2 separate regions of the Hordeum vulgare genome follow, and region 2 is linked to region 1. A link is a contact called in public Hi-C data. All regions are on one chromosome and are shown on one strand. The core of a region is the stretch at or near the end of the contact, and the rest is flanking DNA. Distances in the headings are between cores, read along the strand shown. Region 1 holds the start of LOC123449242 (inositol-tetrakisphosphate 1-kinase 2). Region 2 has its middle 57 kb from the start of LOC123449243.

Region 1 (7,082 bases), core at 1,675-4,174:
ATAACTCCCTTCCCTTTGATACTAATGCATACTTAGCATAGTTTTGATGTCAGTCTTGCGAGTACTTTGGATGAGTACTCATCGTTGCTTTGCTCCCCTTTCCCCTTGATACGTTGCTGCGACCAGATGATGGAGCCCAGGAGATGGTGTATCCCGCCGACAATGACTGCTACCCCGACAGTGCCTATTGCTATGTGGAGGCCGTTGACGACCAGGAGTAGTTTAGGAGGTTCCCAGGCAGGAGGCCTCGCCTCGTTCGATCGTTATCTCTTTTGTGTTAGCCTTCTCTAAGGCATTATCATGTTCCATGTGTGTACTCAGATATTTGTTGCTTCCGCTGATTCATGTGTTTATCGAGCTTTTGTATTCTAGCCCTCGAGGCCCCTGGTTTGTAATATGAAGCTTGTATGTTTTATTTGTCTCTAGAGTTGTGTTGTGATATCTTCCCGTGAATCCTTGAGCTTGGCCGTATGCCTTTGCGTGTATGATTAGGGTACGATCAAATCGAGGGTGTCACAATCATAGAGAGGAAAGATGGATCCAGTGTCTCCTATGGATGACTCGCCATCATGGTTGTTGAGGATATCCTCGCTGCTCACCGGCTCATCCGGAAGGCTGAGTCCCTTGGTGGGTTCGACGAAGACATGTCGACGACCGGCCTGACATCGATTGATGTGGGCACACCGAGCCGACTTGATTATGCTGGTGTAGATGTCTGACCCGGGTGCCGACGCACAGATCTGGATGAAGGGAACCTGCTGATTAGACTTGGCTAAGTCGGCTTCAAAGTCCCAGCCTGGATTGTTGGTGTAGCGACCGCTACGGTGATTCTTGATCATCATGGCAACCACGTAACTCCTGAACCCTGGGCGGGTTCCCTCCAGAACTTAATCCCACCTTGCCATAGCCCCATGGTGGGCGCCAACTGTCGTGGTTTTGTCACGGCAAATGTCCTCGTGAACGGACTTAATGATGAGGCCATCGTCGCGGTGTAGTGACTCGAAGGGGTTGATCGAGAACGAGAGACGGATCTACCCAGGTTCGGCCCCTCCAATGGAGGTAAAAGCCTACGTCCTGTTTTGGTGTCTATATTGATGGGGATCTCCACTACAAGGATGCAGAATCGCTAACCTAGCTCTCGAGGGTTTCTTACTTGGTCTTTCTGTCTCGAGGGCTCTCCATTATATATAGGTAGAGGTCTCGAGTTTACAACAAAGTCCGGGTGGAATAAGCACCAATGACTTGCTACAATTCTACTTCATCTTGCTTCCCAAGTTAGGAAAGTGTATGTCTGTTCTGAGTGCTTCCTCTATAAATAAGAGGTGGTGGATGGGTATATATAGGCATCTCCAAAAATCCAACCGTTACAACATTATTGCCCAACTCGGTGAAAACTGATTGAATCTCGGCGGCATAGACTTGTACAAAATGTAGCAACTTTTGTATTCTTGGTGAGACCGATATAGGAATCTCGATGGTACCGATCTGGGTGACCTAGGGCAGTTTCCAAATTTCGGTGAGACCGATTCCAAGACTTGGAATTTCTGATTCTTGAAAACGACATACCAGAAACTTGGTCACTAGTTTCGGTGGCACCAAAAGGAATGTTCATGGTATCGAGACTCTAGGGTTTTTGCAAAGGTTCTGCGTGGTGGAAAATCGGTATGGTCGAACGGAAAATCTTGGTGGCACCAATTTTGCTGTATAGGCTTTGGACAAAGAACTTTTGTGGAAGAATGGCTGAGTATTTTTGGTGGCTATCTCTAAGCACTTGAGCAACCAATTCATTATAGATACTTCACCCCCTTTTAATAGTATTGGCTTTCCTATGGACTGAAATGTAATTTCTCGCAAATATAAAATGCAGAGTCTTGTAGCTTGAAGCTTGGCCAATCCTATTTATTTTCTTGTATTGAGGGGTTCCCCTCACAATCCTTAGCCATTGCATCTTTGAGCTTTTTTGAAATAAACTTAGATAAGATCATTAGTTCAATGATACATATGTTGTGATTAATTACCAAAACCACCTTAGGAAGAAGTTGTGCTTTCAAGACAAAGACATTGCCGTTGAACGAATTGGACCAGATCAACACCTCAGACACACCATCGAACTCCATATTTGGCATCCCCGCATGACTAAGACGTCGGGGAAGAAAACCATACGTGTCTGCCACGAACATAACACACGATCCACCATCTTTCAGATGTCGTCGATGCAGACCATAATCTGCATCCGTTCCTAGACTACCTTTCAAACTCTGCGTCGACGCTGGAACAAACGTCGTCGCAACAGTGGTGCCCGAGGACACAAGTTCATCACAAGGATGCCACCGTATCCACGCCATCCTTACTTGAACAAAACTGATTTCTAGATCCATTCCCAAACAAAGGCCAGATAGCCTCGTCGAGAAAGAATTTAAAGATTCTTTATTCAACGTCGCCATCATCACCATCACCGTTGAAGCTATTCAACTTCACTCAATATATGAGCATGGATCATGGATATACCATATGGGTGGAATAGAGCATGGTGGCAAAGATCAAAATGAGTTAAAGCGGGGAAAAATCTTACATCAACTAGGTGGACCAACGAGCTATGAAAATGTTCATCAATCAATATATGAGGGCTTGATATTCACACAAGTGGATCCGACCCCCCCCCCCCCCCCCCCCTCATCACCGACAACGAAGGTCATGGGCGGCGGTGGAGCAAAGCTCTGTGGCGACGGTCGAGGGATCGCTTTTCTTTCTTTGTGTAAGAAGGGGACTCTCAAGGAGGAGGGGAGAATCTCAAGGAGGAGGGGAGAAGAGCGGAGGGATTGGGGAGCCTCCCCCAATTTGTATTGTACGGAGAAGGTAACACGGTTGTCTACGACCGTAGATGTGCGGCAGATAACATTGTCACCTAGAAATTAGAATCATCCACTCACTCACCTTCTCCTCGCTTCGTCGTCTACAAATACCCGGCCGCTCCCGTTCTCGTGCTCCCTCTTCCACTCGTCTCGCCATTAATTAAAGCTCCGGGAAACAATTTTCCTCCCCCAAAATCCTCCAGATATAGCCCTACCACACCTCAGCAAACTCTCTCTCGCGCGCGAAGCATCGACTCTGCTGGATCCCCCCCTTTACCTGGACATTTGACTCCCCCCGAATTCCCATCATTTTGGGTTTATCGCCCATCTGTGGCGGCAGCTCGGGATAGGGCTCGCGGGGATGAGGCTGCATGGGGACGTGTCGGATGACGAAGAGGAGGGTGCGGTGATGGATCCGGCACTGCTGTCGTCGTCGTCGCTCGCCGGTGCCGCGGCGGCCGCCGCGTCGAGGCTGGTGGTGGGCTACGCCCTCACGAAGAAGAAGGTGAAGAGCTTCCTCCAGCCCAAGCTGCTCTTGCTGGCGAGGTAAAAGCCTGGATCACCGCTTATAGAGATGGACTCCATTGATTCATGGGTGATGCAGGTGGTGGCTGTTTTTTTATTCAGAGAAAGGAGATATGTTTCTTGTTTGCTCAGTGGGGAGTAATTTCACAAAACGTGAAGACATATGTTTCTTTTTTCTGGTACAGAGGTGTTGATGACTTAAGGGTCTTGCTCTTGGAGGAAAAAGGCTGTTCTTGGATCAGTTCTTGAACATCAGTAGTGTACTACTAGTTTACTTGAACATGCAGAGGTGACAAACGGGTAGTAAACTAGTAATTGATGTTCAAACCATTATAATTTCTGCAGTATGGGGTGGAATGGAATGCTATTCTATTCCTTATAGCACTTGTTAATCAGTGATCGAATCAGATATCGACTGGAGTAAAGTTAGCAGGAGCGGTTACAGGCTTGTGATAGTGGCTTCTCAGTGAAGCATGTTTGGGTTCTAGATTAGAAATTCCATTAGCATCGGTAGATGCCATATCCGCGTGCCAATGTTGGCAGTTACATTGCACGAGGGGGCGTCCATGGTCTATAATTGTATATTATCATGTCCACTTGACTAAATGCTTTGTGGTATGCTAATCCTTGTGCCTGGCATCTGGGATTCTAGTTGGAATATTCCCATGGATAAGCACATCACTTGGATTATGACAACTTGTTGATGGCAATGTCTTTCCTGGGATCGTTTCCACTTTAGTGAATGCGTCGCTAGATTTGATGGCAACATGGGCCACTGACAAGCAATTATTTTTCGATAAAACTCAAATGAGAAACAATATTTGAGCTGGCTATTTTACTAGTTATCTGAATTAAGAGCTAAATTTGTTCAATTATTTGCTAATTGCTTCCCAGCTTCTCACCCTATGAACATAATTAAAAAGTATGTTGAATAATAAAAAGTAAATGTATACTTGGGTGGGTGCTTGATTTTAAGGTTTATATACTTGCGTATCTTAGAAAATTCTCAACATTCATAGATGTGTATCATGTTAGATCATGTGGGTCTGCAGAGAATCATGCAAAATTATGGTCAAATGTTTCCTGTACAAAAAGACAAATGACTCAGTTTTTTATTCATGCACTTTTATTGTTTGATTGCTTTAACTTAAAAAAAAAGTGCACTTTACCCTTGTGAGTTGCTTCACGGGCTAAACAACATAAGTAAGGCATGCATTCAGCAGAACCCTCCCGTACTTTGTGTTGTGTGTGTTTGGATTTGACCTTGTATTGAACTCTGTGGCTGTGGTGGTTTGCTTTATCTATAAAGCGGGGAAAAAGGCTTTTTCGGTAAGGCATGCATTCTAGTAGAAAAACATAAGCAAGGAATGGAAATAAATTTACAAGGGAAATGTTCTTTTCAGGAATTGAACAAATTTTGCTTGGTCAAATTGTATATCTGAAGTTGATTTATTTTTTTAGATTGTTTATGTATCCCCTACTGTTGAGTAACTGAAAATATGAATCTTTTGACATGATGCTGGTTTCCATATAATTCCTTTTTATCCTTTGGGAGGTAGTGAGGTACCCTTGTGATATATTCTGATTTGCATTTGACCGAGTATTCAGGTGGCCCTACAAACAAATTTAACCCAAGCTGAGTTGGCGATGCACTTTTTTTTTTTTTGAAGTTCAGCAGAGTGAATTTGACTTGGATGATTTTGTCTGCTCATGTGTTATAAGTTTGTAATCACTAGCCTTGTGTGCTGACTAGTTGCCAAGCTTTTATTCTATTTATTAGTGCTGCTTGACATCTTAAACATGTGCATTTTGCTTTGTCAGGAAGAAAGGAATTAGTTTCATATCAATTGATGAAACTCGTCCTCTCTCAGAACAAGGCCCATTTGATATTATCTTGCACAAGGTTAGTCAAATACTTTCTAAAATATGTTTGAAAGTCTGGATGCATAGGTCTCAGAACTAAGATTGTCTAACATATTTTCTCCAATGGTTGTGTTTATAAACGGTTTGAATATTGAAAGAAGTGAATTCTGCTTAATGTTTTTAAAATATTATGTCATGATAGGTTTCTTGCTTCCTTCTGCAGAAAACTAGCAAGGAGTGGCAGCGGATTCTGGAGGTAATACTAGACTACAGGTGTAGAAACCCGATGATCTGCAAATGCATGCATACTGATACAACATGCACGCTGGTCATGCATTTATCTAATTTCTCTTGTATAGTTGGTATCATGTCCTGGGAAATCAATAGTCAGATAGCCCCTCCGTCCAGAAATAGATGGCGTTTTCCGATATTGACCCAGTCGCCAACAAACATCTCTGAAAAAAAGTCTGTTATAAAAATGTGATTCCTATAAAATCCAATGATATTATTTTCTTCCAATCAACCCATTTTTTCATATATTGGGAGTCAAAGATAGAAAACTTGAACTGAATGAATTCTAGGAAGTCATTTGTTTTCTAACCTTGGTAGTAAGATTTACTGTTTATTCTGTCGGCGGCGATGACAGTTAATATACTTAATTATCTAATGCAAAAAATATCGTAATTGTCAACTGCAGCTCCCTGTGAAAAGCTTATCATAATTGTAACACTTTGTTCTTAGCTTCTAAATCAGGAATTCCCCTTCTATGTTGATTTTTACATTTAACATTCTTCATTCTGTGAAGGATTATCATGAAGTGCATCCAGAAGTCACTGTACTCGACCCACCCAATGCCATCGAGCATCTGAACAATCGACAATCGATGCTTGAAGAAGTAGCAGACTTGAACCTGTCCAGTTTCTATGGTAATATTGCAGATGCGTAATACGTCTTTTATTGATATTTCATATTTGTGCTATGAAAATTAGCCAAGTTGAACAGTTTGGGCAAGTGATGTACATTTTTTCAGCTCATGTGAGTATTGTGGTTCTAGAATGTGCATAGATCTGAAGGCATATTCTATGAGTGAAAGAGTGGAAGCACTCACCCACACAAACACGAAGTCCACTGAAAAGAATAGACACTGTAATTTCTTGTTTACTGCTGGGTGAGTCCAGTGACAAATTCTGTTCAATTGGACAGCAGTAACTTTCTGATTTATAGTGAACACGTAGTATATTGACATGCAGGCTGCTGAAAGTGCATCCTCAGCTTACTTCTCTGAAGGACTTGATATTTTTTTTGCTAATAAGGACTCGATATGTTTAGAATAGTTTATAATATAATTTTTTATGGTTTGGATTTTGGACCATTGCAGAAGAAGTTTGCACTCCACGCCAACTGGTCATTATGAAAGATCCATCCTCTATACCAACTGCAGTTGCCATGGCTGGGCTAACCTTGCCATTGGGTAATTTGTTCAAATCTTGAAACTATCAGCTCTTTTGGATAAAAGGTTTTGAACTATGCTATGAGTGATTCGTTTGAATTAATCAGATCCATCACTTTGCTTTAGCTTCTCATGATCCATTTATTTTGATCGATTTGGTTATCTGATTGTTCATTTTTGCTGCTTATGTTTAGATTTGAGTGTACATGTTTTCCTTGTGATTAGTATTCTCCATGCAGTTGTCGTGGTTCTGACGAAAGCCCGTGGATATGTTATAACTGCTACCATTATCATGTACTCTCTCCGTCCCAGAATATAAGAACGTTTTTCAAGTTAACATAGCTTGAAAAACGTTCTTATATTCTGGGACGGAGGTAGTACTATAATGTTGA
Region 2 (7,082 bases), core at 1,356-3,855, 400 kb after region 1:
GTTGGGGCCATAGAGTGTTACACGCGACCAATCTCATCAACTTTAGACCGTCGGCCTACAACATCCACTCTCCTGTTCAGTTTGCGCAAGGGTCGAAGCCGAAAATTTCCCACCTCCATAGGTTCGGTTGCCAGGTATATGTACCAATACCACCACCCGAGCGATCAGCAATGCGCCCGCTCCGTAAGTCGGGGATATACGTTGGTTATGAGACTATGTCCATAATCAGGTATCTGAACCCCATGACAGGTGACTGTCACACGACTCGTTTTGCTGATTGCATTTTTGACGAGGATTTTTTCCCGACTTTAGGGGGAGAGAATCACCCCCTTGATGCTAAAAGTCGGGAAATCATGTGGCATGCCATGGGAATCCATGCCCATGACCTGCACACTACTGAGACTGAGAGAGAAGTCCAAAATATAATAGATTTGCAGTCATGGCAAATCAATTACCTGACCACTTTAGTGACTTAAAAACTGTGATAAAATCGCATGTGCATGCGTGCAATGCACAAGAAAGGGTTGAAATACCGGTATACCTGCTCCCCTTCCAAAGGCCTACAAAGACGAGAGATCCGGCTTCTCAAATCCCAAGTACTCGGGGACGCCTGACGAAAAAGGATAAGAGAGATTTATTACAGCGTGTCACCAAAGTACCCCAAAGTGAAACGGGGAGCTAGTCGAGACCTGGCATAAGTACGGAAATTCCAGTGCACGACATTCGGTACTTAAACTTTCCCATAAGGGAAACACCCAGCAGAGATGTGTGCGCACACATCGGCACGGGAAATCTAAAGGACCTTGCTCCTAGAATGGGAAATTTGGTAGAGCAATTGTTAGCGCCAGATGCGCCCCATGACGAAATGGCCATAGATTATATTTATATGAGGGAGTCTCTGAACCGAGCAACGTTGAGTGCCGACATTAATTTTGCTACAAAAATTGCCTCAATCATAGATCTTGACCCTCAGCCTAAAACGCTCGCCGATTGCAAGAAAAGGTCGGATTGGAAAGATTGTCCGAAGGCAATTACTTCTGAATTATTATCTCTCAACAAAAGGAAGGTGTTCGGACGAGTTTGTCGAACTCCTCCCCCACATTCGCTTTGTTGGCCATAGGTGGGTTTTTCTTCGAAAGAGAGATGAAAATAATAAGGTAGTACGGTACAAAGCAAGGCTCGTTACTAAGGGTTCACTCAACGACATGGTGTCGATTTTGAGGAGACCTGTTCCCCGGTCATGGATGGAGTTACCTCTAGATACTTGATCTCAATGGCACTAAACATGGGCTTGAAAATGAAATTAATGGATGTTGTCACTTCTTACCTATATGGTAACTTGGATTCGAACATATACATGAATTTCCTGAAGGTATCCATGTTCCGAACCATGATAGAACAAATATGAGTCTATACAATGTTCAACTTCAAAAGGCATTGTACGGACTTAGACAGTCTGGTAGAATGTGGTATAATCGCCTAAGAGATATCGTTCATCAGAAGGTCTGCACGAGCAATAAAGATTGCCCATGTATTTTTGTACGACGATCCCAAGATGGATTATGTATAATCTCAACGTACGTGGATGATTTAAACATAATCGGTACACCTAAGGATATTGAGGAAGCAACTCCCTACCTGATGTCGGAATTTGACATGAAGGATTTGGGTAAAACCAAGTTCTGTCTACCTGATGTCTGCAACTTGAACATTCCCCTGACGGGATTCTAGTGCACCAGTCGGCCTACGCCTAGAAGGTGTTGGAAAGATTTGAATTTGATAAGGCATATCCTTCTAAGACCCCGATGGCCGGGAGATCTTTACAGCCAGACAAGGACCCGTCTAGGCCTAAGGAATAGGGGGAGAAAACTCTCAGACCAGAGGTCCTTACGTTAGTGCAGTTGGAGCACTCATGTACCTTACAAACTGTACACGACGAGACATTACTTTTGCCGTCAGTTTGCTCGCTAGGTACAGTTCTAAACCTACCAAGAGACATTGGAAAGGTATCAAGTACATCTTCCATTACCCACAAGGGACCAAAGATCTTGGCCTATTTTGTAAAATGAATCAAGACCTATCTCTTATAGGTTACGCCGACGCTGGGTACCCGTCGAACCTGCATGATTGCAAATCACAGACGGATAACTGTCCAAGGGGGAGTGTTGAAAAACTACCGGGTCGATAGGAGCGGCGCGGCCTGACTCGGCCAGCGTCCTCCCTTTGACCGAACGTTTCCCACTTAACGTTAAGTGGACATTTATCCCCCTTACCTCTAGGCTATATAAAGAGAAGAGCACCCCATTGTGCAATACCCTGATCAATGATTAATAAAGAAAGACTCCCCCCTACTTTTCTGTATCAACTTACTTTCTGTATCTGTGCATGATCGATTACGACGCTCGCTCCGCTCGCAACCTTGAACCGGACTCGCGGCAAGAGTTATATCTCCGTGCGGATTGGATTGTCAATTTTCGGGTGCTTTTGTGTGGCTGCTCTGGCAGTTACGTTGTGCGACTACCAGTGGGCCGTCTGGTATCGGGCTACAGCAACCGTCCGAGGTCATCCATGTCATGTACGTGTCCGATTCAATGATGGGTGATGGACCCAGCCCGGAACCGATCTCTGATAGTAACAGCCTGGTGGCCGGTGCCGGTGGGGATGAGGAGTTATTCCAAACCGCGTTTCACCGTGCAAAATAAAACAAGTGGAGAAACTACAGCTGACGTTCTAGTTTGGACTGCTCCAGAACTTTCGACCCGAATGACGTTTCGGAACTAGTATTCTGATGGGAGCTTTCTTTTGCACGCGATTAATTTGATGGGATGGCGGGTGGCAAATCAGAAGAAAACGATCAGAATTCACGACTTTAGTAAAAATATATGTGCGCCGTTACATCGTGAGAGACGTCAAAACTTGTATGCAGTGCCAATGATACGGGCACGTATCCAGTGTCACTCGATGCTTCCAGCCCCTAAAATGTCATTTGCCCTTGGGTTTCTATATGGAGTAGAAATAGAATATGTCATCGCTTGCCAGTCAAAACACGATCGAGGGAGGCATGGGGTTAAAATATACTTAGTGGCAGTATCATGAGTATCCAGGCTAGATAGCCCATCGATCCGTCCTAAAATATGCAGACGGTACACGCGGCATCTCCCGCCCCTCACGGCTCACGCGCGTCCTACCCTTGGACGGAGCAGCTCGCTAGCAAATGCACGGCGCGTCCGGACGGGAAGCCGGCCGGTTTCCCGTGACCGAACGGGACGGAACGGGGTGCAGTAATCTAGTCCGACGAGTTAACGCCGGTCACACGCAGCGCATGCCACCGCGCGCGCTCCCATCTGCATCCCGAGCCGAGAGGGGAGTTCAATGTGGCGCCCCACTAGCCGTGACGCGTCGCCGCGCTCCGCATGGCGCCGAGATCCCTGCCGGCCGGCTTCGGCATTCAAAAACAACCGTCGTTTCGAACCTCTCGACCTTGGCTTTTCCCTGATCATCAGTCAGTCTGCGTGTCCATGCCTTGATCTCTGGCTCTCCGGATCGGAGCTGGCGCCACAGCGTGGCTGCCAGACGCAATTATTGAAAGAATGTTCGTCGTGTCCGGTAGGCTGGCTGGCATCCCTGCAGCGGCAGCGTCTGCTTCCTTGGCCAGTGCTCCCTCCCTGCATGCATGCATGTAGCCGTGCGGCTGCTGTGGATCTGGACGCAACTCATTCATGAAACGGGATCCTCAAATCTCGGTCCTCATCGCGTCAGACTGACACGGCGCGACGCGTACTGAGGAGAGATCTGTTCTTGGATGATATCTTACGGAGCGGTGGTACTAGCTAGCTAGCAGATAATAAGGGGTGGATGGTAAGGGGTGGATGCAACCGGCGAGAGCAGGTACGCCTGCGGCGCGTTGGCGGAGCGAGAGCGAGAGCGAGATGGAGGGACCATCCATGTTGCATCCGGGGCGATGGCGGCAGTACTAGGCTGTCTCCCATCATCATTCGGGGTGGATTTGGTTGTGGATATGGTGGTGCAGCCCACATGACGCGCCGGCCGGGCCGGGCGCCCGTGTAACAAGCAAAAGCAAGACTCCCTGCAGACAATCATTGGCCGCAGCGGGTCATGCGTCTCGCTCTCACCACCTCCCTCAATTAGCCAACTGTGGAGCAGAGCAGGGCAACTACGCTGCAGGTCGACGCTTTCTTTCTTTCTTTATTCCCCTTCTCGTAAAAAGAAGAAGAAAAACCGTCTGCTGCCGCTGCACGGCCATGCTCCGCCCCCTGCAACTGTCCACTCCACACCGAATTATTAGCGTTTGCATGGCAAGCTAAGCTTTGGCGTGGAATCCGTGTCAACAGTGACGAGGCATGGCCCCCGGCGCCGGGCAAAGGATATGGCCCGTATCGTATCGTATGGGCCCGTCCCCATCCCCGTCCCCTGCTGACTATTCGTGCCTATCCTGTACGTACATAACAAGGCATGCATGCGGCGGTCGATTGATTCGCGCCTAGTGCAATCAAATCCCGCTTCCAGGTACGTACACGTACGTGCGTACGTGCCGATCCCGTCGAGCTTGACATGAACGTACCGCACTGTACCGGCCGGTAGGGGCGAAAGATCGCCTCCGAGTGGAGCGAGCTGAACTGGCCCGTCACGTACTGCACTGCACCGTCGGCGTCGGGTCATCGCCGCTGATTTGAGGGCGCAAACGGGCGGTTTGCAGCGGAGGGAGGGAGGGAGATCTGGCCGCGGATCATCGCGTTGCCCCCCTCGGCTGCTTTTTGCCGGCGCATCACATCGGGCGAGATATGGGGGATATATGCGGAGCCCGGCCGGAGCTCGATCGGCCGAATCTGGCTGACGATCGGGTCGACCTGCCGACGGCTTGCTTTTGAAAGGATGGAACAGGTGTTTCCGAAATGCAGGATGCATCAGAGGGACGACAGCGCACGGTGCAACGGGGACGGACGGATCCGGTGCTGGCTGCGGTGTGTGGCATCAACGGGTACCAACGTCTGCAGTACGTCCGTGGCGTCTGGTGGGTCAGCCGCGCGCGCTATGGTTGTGAGTCCGACGTAGCGACGGGTCCGTCCTGTCACGGGCAGATCACTAACGCATACGATCCCGTCTGTTGGCTATCCCGCGGCCATGCACGTGGGATAAGCGACGGCTGATCCATCCTGCTACCGACAGCCAGCCATATGGATCGCAAATTCCCACCGGGAGCGATATTATAGCTAACTTATTACTCCCTCCGTCCAAAAATAAATAGTACATCAACTTTATACTAGATTTGGTATAAAATTGTATTGAGCTTAAGACACTTATTTTAAGACCGAGAAAATATATTTACATATATAAGTCAACAAAATTGTGGGTGCGCACGTACGTACATCCAGAGTACATGGAGACGGCGGCAGCTGTTGGCGACGGACGGCCCTTTGATACACCCGCGGTAAGAAGAAGGTTGCTCATTTTCTCCGTTCGGGCACGGTTCATCGCATTGATGTCGTGTGCCGTGTTAAGCGTGTGTCTGTGTATGACAAATCCGGTCACCAACATTTGGACTTGGCAAACCCGGTTCCCTAAACTTTTAGAACATTGTCGGATGGCACCTCAAAAGTCCTACCGGAGAGCCGAACTTCTCGTATCAACACTTGAAAATTCATACATATCGATCACATAACAAAAAAAACGCATCACCAATTCAATAATGCAGGAAAGAAAAGAAAAAAACATGCCAGATGCCAAAATGAAATTCAACGCTCGTGTCTCGTCAACATGATAAATCATTCGTTGGGTGTCATCCGGACCACGTCGGCTGCTACGACCGTCGCTCTCGCCCACTCGTACTCCCTATGCATGCTGATCTTGTTCCTCCTCGCCTCAAGCAACTTCTCGCCTTCCGAATCCAAGCGGTTTGCATCAAAAAAGATTATCCTTGAATCCTTTGTGTCTCGAGCTAGTTGCAAGATTCACGACGGAGCCCGATCGAGTTGTCTAATGCACACGAGAGCTCCCCCCAGAGCTATATGTTGTTCATACTGATTTGTATTAGGCTTGCCATAAGCCGAAGGATTTGACCAGGCCTAATATTGTGCAAGTTTTTTCCCGCTCGGTTTTCTAATCTGGTTTTAATTATTTATGTTGGTCTCCTTCGGGTTTTCTTTCGGTGAATAGGAAAAGCTTGTGTATCATTTTCTTGACAAGAGGTACAACACGTGACACGAACGCAAAGACGTGAGCATGGCAGCAAGAGCATTTTTCTGGAATTACACGGACCACGTGAGCATGGCACCATGAGCATTTTTCTCGCCTTCCGAACGCAAACACGTTCATTGATCTTGAAAAAAGTTCACAAATTTGAAATTATGTTCTCAGATTTTTTTAAAAAGTTCAGCCATTTTAATAAAATCATATATTTTCAAGAAAATTCACAGATTTTTAAAAAAGTTCATTGATTTAGAAAAAAGTTCATGGGCTAAAACACAGATCTGATCTCTAAATGGGATGGCCCATGCGGAGTGCTGCAGGCGCCGGTTAGCAAATGTTTCCTTTAACTGACGCCTGTGGCGCTAAATAGGATTTTCCGCATGACACACACGCGGTGCTTTAGGCGCTGCCTGGTGCTACAGCATTTACTCGCTTGGTTGTATCGGACGGCCCAATAGTTCAACATGTATCAAAAATGTTCAAGAATACTAAAAAATGTTTAAGATATTATAACAATATATTTTAGACTAAACAATATTCAACATCTTTAAAAAAATATTAACAGGTATTTCGAAATGGCAAACGTATCTAAAATTGTTCATGTATTAAACGTAAATAATCCTAAATATCTTTGCTTTTGGGTCAAACAATTTTAGATTTATTTTTAAAAATATACAAAAAAAATAAATTAAAAAGGCAAAAGGAAAAGAGGATTAGGCAATATGAAAAGGATACATAAAAAGTAGTATTACATAACTAAAAACGAAATGATATAAAAAAGTAAAAAAGTAAATACAAAAAACCTATAAGGTGAAAAAATACACATTAGAAAAGATAAAATAGAAACTTGAAATAAGGAGACAAAAAAAATGAGA

What was found. Hi-C and Micro-C count contacts between places; a contact is called where the count stands out from the background.
Region 2: a Hi-C map of leaf shows a contact between it and region 1, with 2.9 times the contacts expected there. The contact joins the enhancer-like site here to the promoter of LOC123449242 in region 1. A contact is called at or near these places in 3 of 6 Hi-C or Micro-C datasets (leaf and seedling).

The regions. Positions count from the first base shown.
Region 1 is chr4H:520,164,285-520,171,366 of MorexV3_pseudomolecules_assembly, forward strand. LOC123449242 (inositol-tetrakisphosphate 1-kinase 2) reads left to right here and starts at 2,925. Exons shown (of 10, transcript XM_045126385.1): 1 at 2,925-3,398; 2 at 5,199-5,280; 3 at 5,464-5,496; 4 at 6,046-6,166; 5 at 6,619-6,711. The coding sequence starts at 3,214.
Region 2 is chr4H:520,563,031-520,570,112 of MorexV3_pseudomolecules_assembly, forward strand. No RefSeq gene overlaps it. Among protein-coding and RNA genes, the nearest start is that of LOC123449243, 57 kb to the left of the region's middle. Within about 2 kb of position 2,606, at least 2 of the 3 cell types and tissues checked have open chromatin away from gene starts, as enhancers often do. A contact at or near this core is called in leaf, where this site is marked.